2 separate regions of the Mus musculus genome follow, and region 1 is linked to region 2. Evidence: chromatin contacts called from public HiChIP or PLAC-seq data. All regions are on one chromosome and are shown on one strand. The core of a region is the stretch at or near the end of the contact, and the rest is flanking DNA. Distances in the headings are between cores, read along the strand shown. Region 1 has its middle 26 kb from the start of Mxi1. Region 2 overlaps Xpnpep1 (X-prolyl aminopeptidase (aminopeptidase P) 1, soluble).

Region 1 (3,304 bases), core at 41-2,540, 280 kb after region 2:
GTCCTGGCTGTCCTGGAACTCACTTTGTAGACCAGGCTGGCCCTGAACTCAGAAATCCGCCAGCCTCTGCCTCCCGAGTGCTGGGATTAAAGGCGTGTGCCACCACGCCCATCTTATTCAACATTTTATGAGAGATATTATTATTATTATTACTATTATTCCCATGGAAGAGAAATAACGTGTTAAAAATTAAATAATTTAATGTGTGCTAGAGCTAAGATTCAAACTCTGTCTGTCTGTCTTCTGACTCTAGGGCCTGCCTGTGTTCTGGCTCTGATAACTTACTATCATGTCTTTATTTGACACAGTCAGTAGGTCAGGGGAGCAGGCAGCAGGTAGAAGGGAAAAGTCTAGCCTCCTCTATATATCAAGTAGCTGCTGCTGCTGCGTAACAAGCCAGCTCGAAACGCAGTGCCTTAAAATATTACACATGCACTTAGCTCTCCAGCCCGTGTTTTGATCCGGGGCTTCCTCTGGTCTGGAATAGCGCTTTGCATGCTCTTGTGGTCATCTTCGGATTAACTGTGGGTTGATTTGTTGATCTTGGCCCGTCTTTCTTACCTGTCTGGGGCCTCAGCTGAGACAATAAGGCTGACTGACTCAGCTCTGCCTCACCTGCTTTCTTATCATCCAGCAGGCTAGCCTGGGCTTGTCCTCATAGTCAGTACAGAAGTGGCTAAGACCTTTTGGTCCTAAGCTCAGAAACCAGACCCTTATCGCTCTTGCTATCCAAAGAAGCAATGTATCTGTTACGCATGCTTACCCTGAACTAAAGCTTTTAATCCCTTTAACACTTCTATGGAGAGAAACAACTAGAAGCCCCATTTCACAGACAGGGAAGTTGAGTTATAGATGCATTAGGTAAACTAACCCAAAGGGACAGAACTGCTCAGTGGCAGGGGCATGATTATGATTAGAACCAGAACCGACTCCCTTAACTACTTCTCCTTATAGTCAGGTATTTGTGATACAGGGCTCCCCTGGGGAAGGACAGACAAAGGAGCTGGGCTAGGTCACAGAGCGCAGAGTGCCTACAACAGTGCCTGTACAACCGTGGCAGCTAGCCAAGTGAACCAACTTCTGTGACCTCCTTTTTGAAGAAGATCCCAAGAGACGGGAAGGGTCCTGCCTGAGGTTGTGTGGTACAGCCTGGGACACTGGCCCCACATCCCTGGAAATGTTTGCTTGTTTACATCTAAATTTTCTGAAAGAGGTCTCCAGCTGGGACTTCCCGTGTCTGGCTCAGTGACAGAGCTGTTTGGGGAGATCTGGGAAGCCCTTAGACCTCAGAAGACCAAACTGCTTCGTCAGCTTGTCAGCTCGGCATTGCACAAAAATAGCCCTGGTCGAGGAGGAAGGCAGGTACTCCCTCCCCAGCATTTCCCCTCCAGCCCCGCCTGGGCTCTAAAGAAAATGACACAGGGCTGACTGCACACAGCACGGGGATGTGGCTGGGAAGAGGCCTTCATGGCGACAAAGGAAGGAAATGAATATGCAGTATTAGTAATTATACTGTACACGTCCCAATTTGTATTTCAATATGTCATTTCCATGATAAAACTGCCGAAGCGAGTAGCTAATGATTCGGACTCCTGTCGGGGCGGCGGCGGGGGAGGAGAGGGTGGGCCCCCACCCCAAAAGAAAAATTGCCTTCAATGAGGAGCTCCTACATGGCAGATTGGCTGCTTACAGGGAAGGCATATCCCAGCAGGTGAAGATGCAGCCCAAGGCTTTTTATGAAAACAAGAGTCAGGGTTGACAGGGCAACTGCTGTAAGTGCCTGGGACCCCTCTTGCTCCAGGATGGAGAGGCAGGCTGCGGGATCCCTAGGCTAGATTAGAACAGAGATGCTTTTGGCTCATCTTACATGATAAAGTGTACGTTACTAACAGTCTTGCCAATGTGGCTGTCCCCTCTAGAGCTCACAAACCCATTACTTTTACACAAACCTTTCCTGCCCTTTCACCTGTGCTAATTTGCATATCTGAACCTCAAATTATATCGCATTCCAGGAACCAACCCTGACCACACTTGCCAGCAACACAGGCTCTACTTGGCGGGGAATCTGCTCTCTCTAGGGCCTGGTTTGGCACCTGCAACACACAACCACACCACAAGGCGACTGGTAGTCCCCTGATCCCCCAACCCTTTACAGGCACTGGTCTATGAATCCCCTCAAAGTAAAAGGTCCTTCAGGACCCTTTGGAGGAAGGTAGAGGAGCCACTAAGAAGAGTTTCTCCACTTTCTCAGCCCCAGTTCATGGTCAGATTCATCTAGCTTTAACCAAAGTTGAATTCCCAGCTTCTAGCTGGAATAGAATGGGATGCTCTGAAAAAATAACAGAATCGGTGTCTGGGCATGAAAAAATAATAATAGTGGCCCCATAATTGTACAGCGCTTTACCAATTACACGGCTGTTTGTGAGCACTGTGTCAACTGGTTCTCTCATTCCAGCTGGGTGAGGTGAGCACACAGGTATTATAATGAGTCTCACTTCACAGAGGAAACCAAGGCCCCAGGAGTAAGCAACCTGCCCAAGCACAGCTCTGTGCCAGTGTGTTTGGAGCTGAGACTTGAACCCTGCTCTCTCGGTCCAGCTCCAGGGCTCTGTCACTCAGAACCTGTCAGGGTAGCTTGGTGAACCAGGTCATCCGTGGCCTAAGATGTCACTGTCCCTAGGGCCAGAGGACTTGAGTTACTTTTGGCTCTTTTTTTTTTTTCTTTTTTGAAAAACCAATAGAAAAATATTTAAAACATTACAGACAAAAGAATGTGTCTTTTCTGAGATTGGTGCTACATGAGTGGTCATTTTCAAGGGATACCTTCTAGTAAATTTTGATCTGAGAGCCATAAGTATGGGGTAGAAGAAAATTCTCTAGCAGGGAGACCTGGGACACAGATATTTTCAGTTGGAGAATTGTATAATATAGTTCTATCTTTTAACTCCTCAAAAATCTCCTTTTTCATCCACTATTTTCCCACTCAACCAAAAGTCAATCTAAGCTTTAAAGAAAATCAAACCCAGTTAGGGACCAAGGGATGATAATGGGGGTAGGGAATAAAATACCTTGTTTTTTCTGATATGCAGAATCTTATCTTATACACCTATACTCACACACACACATACACTCGCATACACACACACACATACATACATACATACATACATACACTCACACACATACATGCACATATATACACATACACACATATACACATACACTCACATAAATATACACACATACATGCACATATACACACACACATACACGCATAAATACCACCACATACATACACATACAC
Region 2 (3,208 bases), core at 269-2,768:
ATAAACCAACCTGGAAGTGCCAAACCAGCTTGCAAGACCAGGAATGGATGCAGCCCTGACAGACACTGTTTTTGGTCCATACAAGGAGCTTTACTCCATGTCAGAGGCATCACTAGGTTATAACTAAGAGCAGAAGACCAAGGACCAGAGGCTGTACCAAGCACTTGTGGCAAGAAAACCAAAATCCTTTTCCTGCTGCTGGAGAGCAATGGAGTACTGAAGAGACCCCAAAACTACCCAGAGGTGCCTCTTAACATACACTAGTTCACACCAAAAATAGAACTTCTAGAATCTTCCTATAAAATTCAGGAAAGACAAAAATTTATACTATGACCAAGTGACCGCCATGTGATCGCAAGGCCAGACTGTGGTCATCCAGTCACTAACTGGCTTCCACGGCAGTGGGGAAGGGCCTTCTGTACACATCACATCCACTCTGGCTCCTTCTTGGGCTCAACAACAAGACCCAGACAGAAACGGAGAGGCGGAGGCAGGTCCATTTCAGATCCGTATGTTCTAAGTTAGCCCGTCTTCCTCAGGCCCCCGGGAGCTGCAAGTAGGAGCTGGCAGACAGCTCTCTGGGATGGAGCAGAAATCTTCACAGGGCCCCAAGGCTCTCTCCCCCTCGAGTGCTCGTTCCATAGTTTACCAGCTGATAGCCATGGACTACCCGGCTCTATCGTCCTTCACGGGAACATTCACAACTGGGCTTTTAAAATGAGAGGTGAAAAACAAGACGAGACGGCAAACACCCGTCAGCAGCCGACGAGGGGTAACAGCTGGGCACACTCAGTTTGCCCCCAACCCCTGGCCGTTCACTCTCAGGCTCTGCAGCAGCCTGGCTCACTTACTTGTACTGAGCACCGGAGTCAATGAGGTAAACCTCGTCCAGGGACAGGGTCCTGTTCGTCTCAGGGACTGGCCTAACAAAGGCAGACAGAATTAGTTATTCCAAAATCGAAATCCCCTGGTAAGTCTGAGCATATAAATACAGCATATAAATACTGTATACCATTTTTTCCTTTCTTTTTTTTTTAGGGGGGTGGGGGTGTATGTGTGTTTCAAGACAGGGTTCCTCTATACAGCCCCGGCTGTCCTAGAACTTGCTCAGTAGACCAGGCTGGCCTCAAACTTAAGAGATCCAACTGTCTCTGCCTCCCCAAATACTGGGGTTACAGGCCTGTACCACTATATCCAACCTCTGTACATTTGTCCTAAAACATATTTAAGTCTGAAATAATTATGCAAAGAACCATTTCCCAATAAATTATAAGCATTAAGCTTACACTATTCAAAGACTTTGCAACCTAGCTTGCCGACCAAGAAAGGGGAACAGAGGAGTAACTGCTTGTGTCTAGAACAGAAACAGTGTTTGAGAGATGACTTTAAAAAGCAGGACACTAAGGAGGCTGAGGCAGGAGGATTACACATTAAGACAGGCCTAAGCTACACAGTGAGGCCCTATCTCAAACAACAAACAGACAACACAAAAAGCAAGCAGTGTAAGCTTGGGTTCCAGGGACAGGAAGCAAACAGCCAAGGCCCATGATCTCAGGACTCCGAACCCTATTCCAGCATCTCTCTGCTAAGAGATCCCACCTTCCCCTGCAGAGAAAGACTGTGTGGGGCCACTCCTACTGCATGGCTCTTTGTGAGAAGGGACCTGCCTTCCCCATCCTATATTCTAGACAGTAGCACTGTGCTGGGGAACGCCCAGAGGGAAGACTGCTCACTCTGAGTTCACCCTCTGTGGGTATCAATCCCTCTCCAGCAATAACAAGACAGTCGGATACTGCCCAGGCCTCTAAGCAGACTCTAACTGCCTGCAATGAAGAAACGCCGAAAGAGGGGCAAAGGGTTTGAAATTGTTCCTGCTCTACCCATATGAAAAACTCCACCATGAAACTCGTCACCCGAGTGAAACCGTTGGGATCTGTGTGTTCCGACAGGAGCATTACTCTTTGGCATCTGTGTGTTGGAACTGAGGCATTAGTGTGAGTGAGTGATGTCGGCACGTCTGTGACTATCTCCCACACACAGCTCTGAAATCTACCCAAGACCAACAGTTCTAAACACCATTATTTAAGAGAGAAAAACCCAGTCCAACTGCAGCCCAGAGACAGCTGAGCGCCCTTTGCGCTACTGCACATGGAAGACAGCACAGCACGGCACAGGATGCCCTACACGGAGCCAAAGTGCTGAGCTGGGGAAGCTGATGCCCGACCTAACTACACTTCTTACGTCGCCACCAGCAGGGCTCAGGCCCTGAGCACAGCAATGTCCCTGAACTCAAGAGTTCAGGGAGCCTCAGCTCTGTGGGTTTGTGGACTCTCACAGATCATGTGCTAAGGAGCAAAGAAAAACAAACAAACAAACAAACAAAACCCCTAGAGTAGGATGCTGGCATCAAGCCAAAGTCCCTGAGAGATGGCTCTGCTGTCCAGCATCTCTCTACGCACATAGTTAGCAGCACAGTTTTTAGATGTCAGCAGCGGTGCTTACATAGGGCAGACCAGGACCCCAAGGGACCCCAGAACGCTAGTCAAGACACGAGGGTTCTGAGCTTCTGTGCCTCAGGAAGGAATGTGGCCGGGTGTGCTCACTGATCCCTGTAATCTCGGGCTGAGGCAGGGGGATCATCACAAGGCTGATGCCAGGCTAGGCTATGTAGTAAGTGCCGGGCCAGCCTGAGCTACAAAGTGAAAGTCTATCGCAAAAGAAACTGAATAGCAGCAAACAAGGAAGAGGAGAGTCCTAAAAGGTGGAGACTTGAGGACTCAGAGGGGGCGAGGCCTCTGGGATCTTATCTCCCACTCCAGACTCCACAGACAAATGGGTGGACTCGAGACCTCTGGGAAAACTGTCTCCCCTGCTCAGACTCCTGTGCAGAGGCAAATGCAAGGCCAGGCCTGTGCTGCTCCATCTGCATGCCTTACGCGTAGTGGATGATGGCGCCGTTGGGTCCCGTGCTGGAAATCGTTGGGAAGCTCAGATCCACAAAGTCAGCCTGCTGCCTGGAACACAGACAAGAGCAGAGTCTCTGGAAGGTCTGCACTGAGCTGGGAACTAAGGCCCTCCCCGCACACTCAGCTGGCCAAGGAGTCAGCACAAGGTCCCTGGGCCTCCTCATCAGACACTTACCTTCGAAATTCCTCGGCCTTGTCAGCCGCAGAGATCTCCGTAACGCCACCTTTGGGAACCTGCAAGA

What was found. HiChIP or PLAC-seq counts read pairs in DNA pulled down with a chosen protein or histone mark.
Region 1: a contact with region 2 is called in an H3K27ac HiChIP or PLAC-seq map of extraembryonic endoderm stem cells. The contact joins two enhancer-like sites. A contact is called at or near these places in 4 of 115 datasets of contacts at active chromatin or transcription factors (extraembryonic endoderm stem cells, large pre-B cells, stem cell-derived neural progenitor cells and 1 more) and 1 of 9 other capture datasets (adipose tissue).

Annotation. Positions count from the first base shown.
Region 1 is chr19:53,283,316-53,286,619 of GRCm38.p6, forward strand. No RefSeq gene overlaps it. Among named protein-coding and RNA genes, the nearest start is that of Mxi1, 26 kb to the right of the region's middle. Within about 2 kb of position 1,291, at least 87 of the 459 cell types and tissues checked have an H3K27ac peak or open chromatin away from gene starts, as enhancers often do. A contact at or near this core is called in extraembryonic endoderm stem cells, where this site is marked.
Region 2 is chr19:52,999,538-53,002,745 of GRCm38.p6, forward strand. Xpnpep1 (X-prolyl aminopeptidase (aminopeptidase P) 1, soluble) reads right to left here. Exons shown (of 20, transcript NM_001374834.1): 12 at 3,142-3,200; 13 at 2,937-3,014; 14 at 852-923. Among named protein-coding and RNA genes, the nearest start is that of Mir6407, 9.6 kb to the right of the region's middle. Within about 2 kb of position 1,519, at least 20 of the 459 cell types and tissues checked have an H3K27ac peak or open chromatin away from gene starts, as enhancers often do. A contact at or near this core is called in extraembryonic endoderm stem cells, where this site is marked.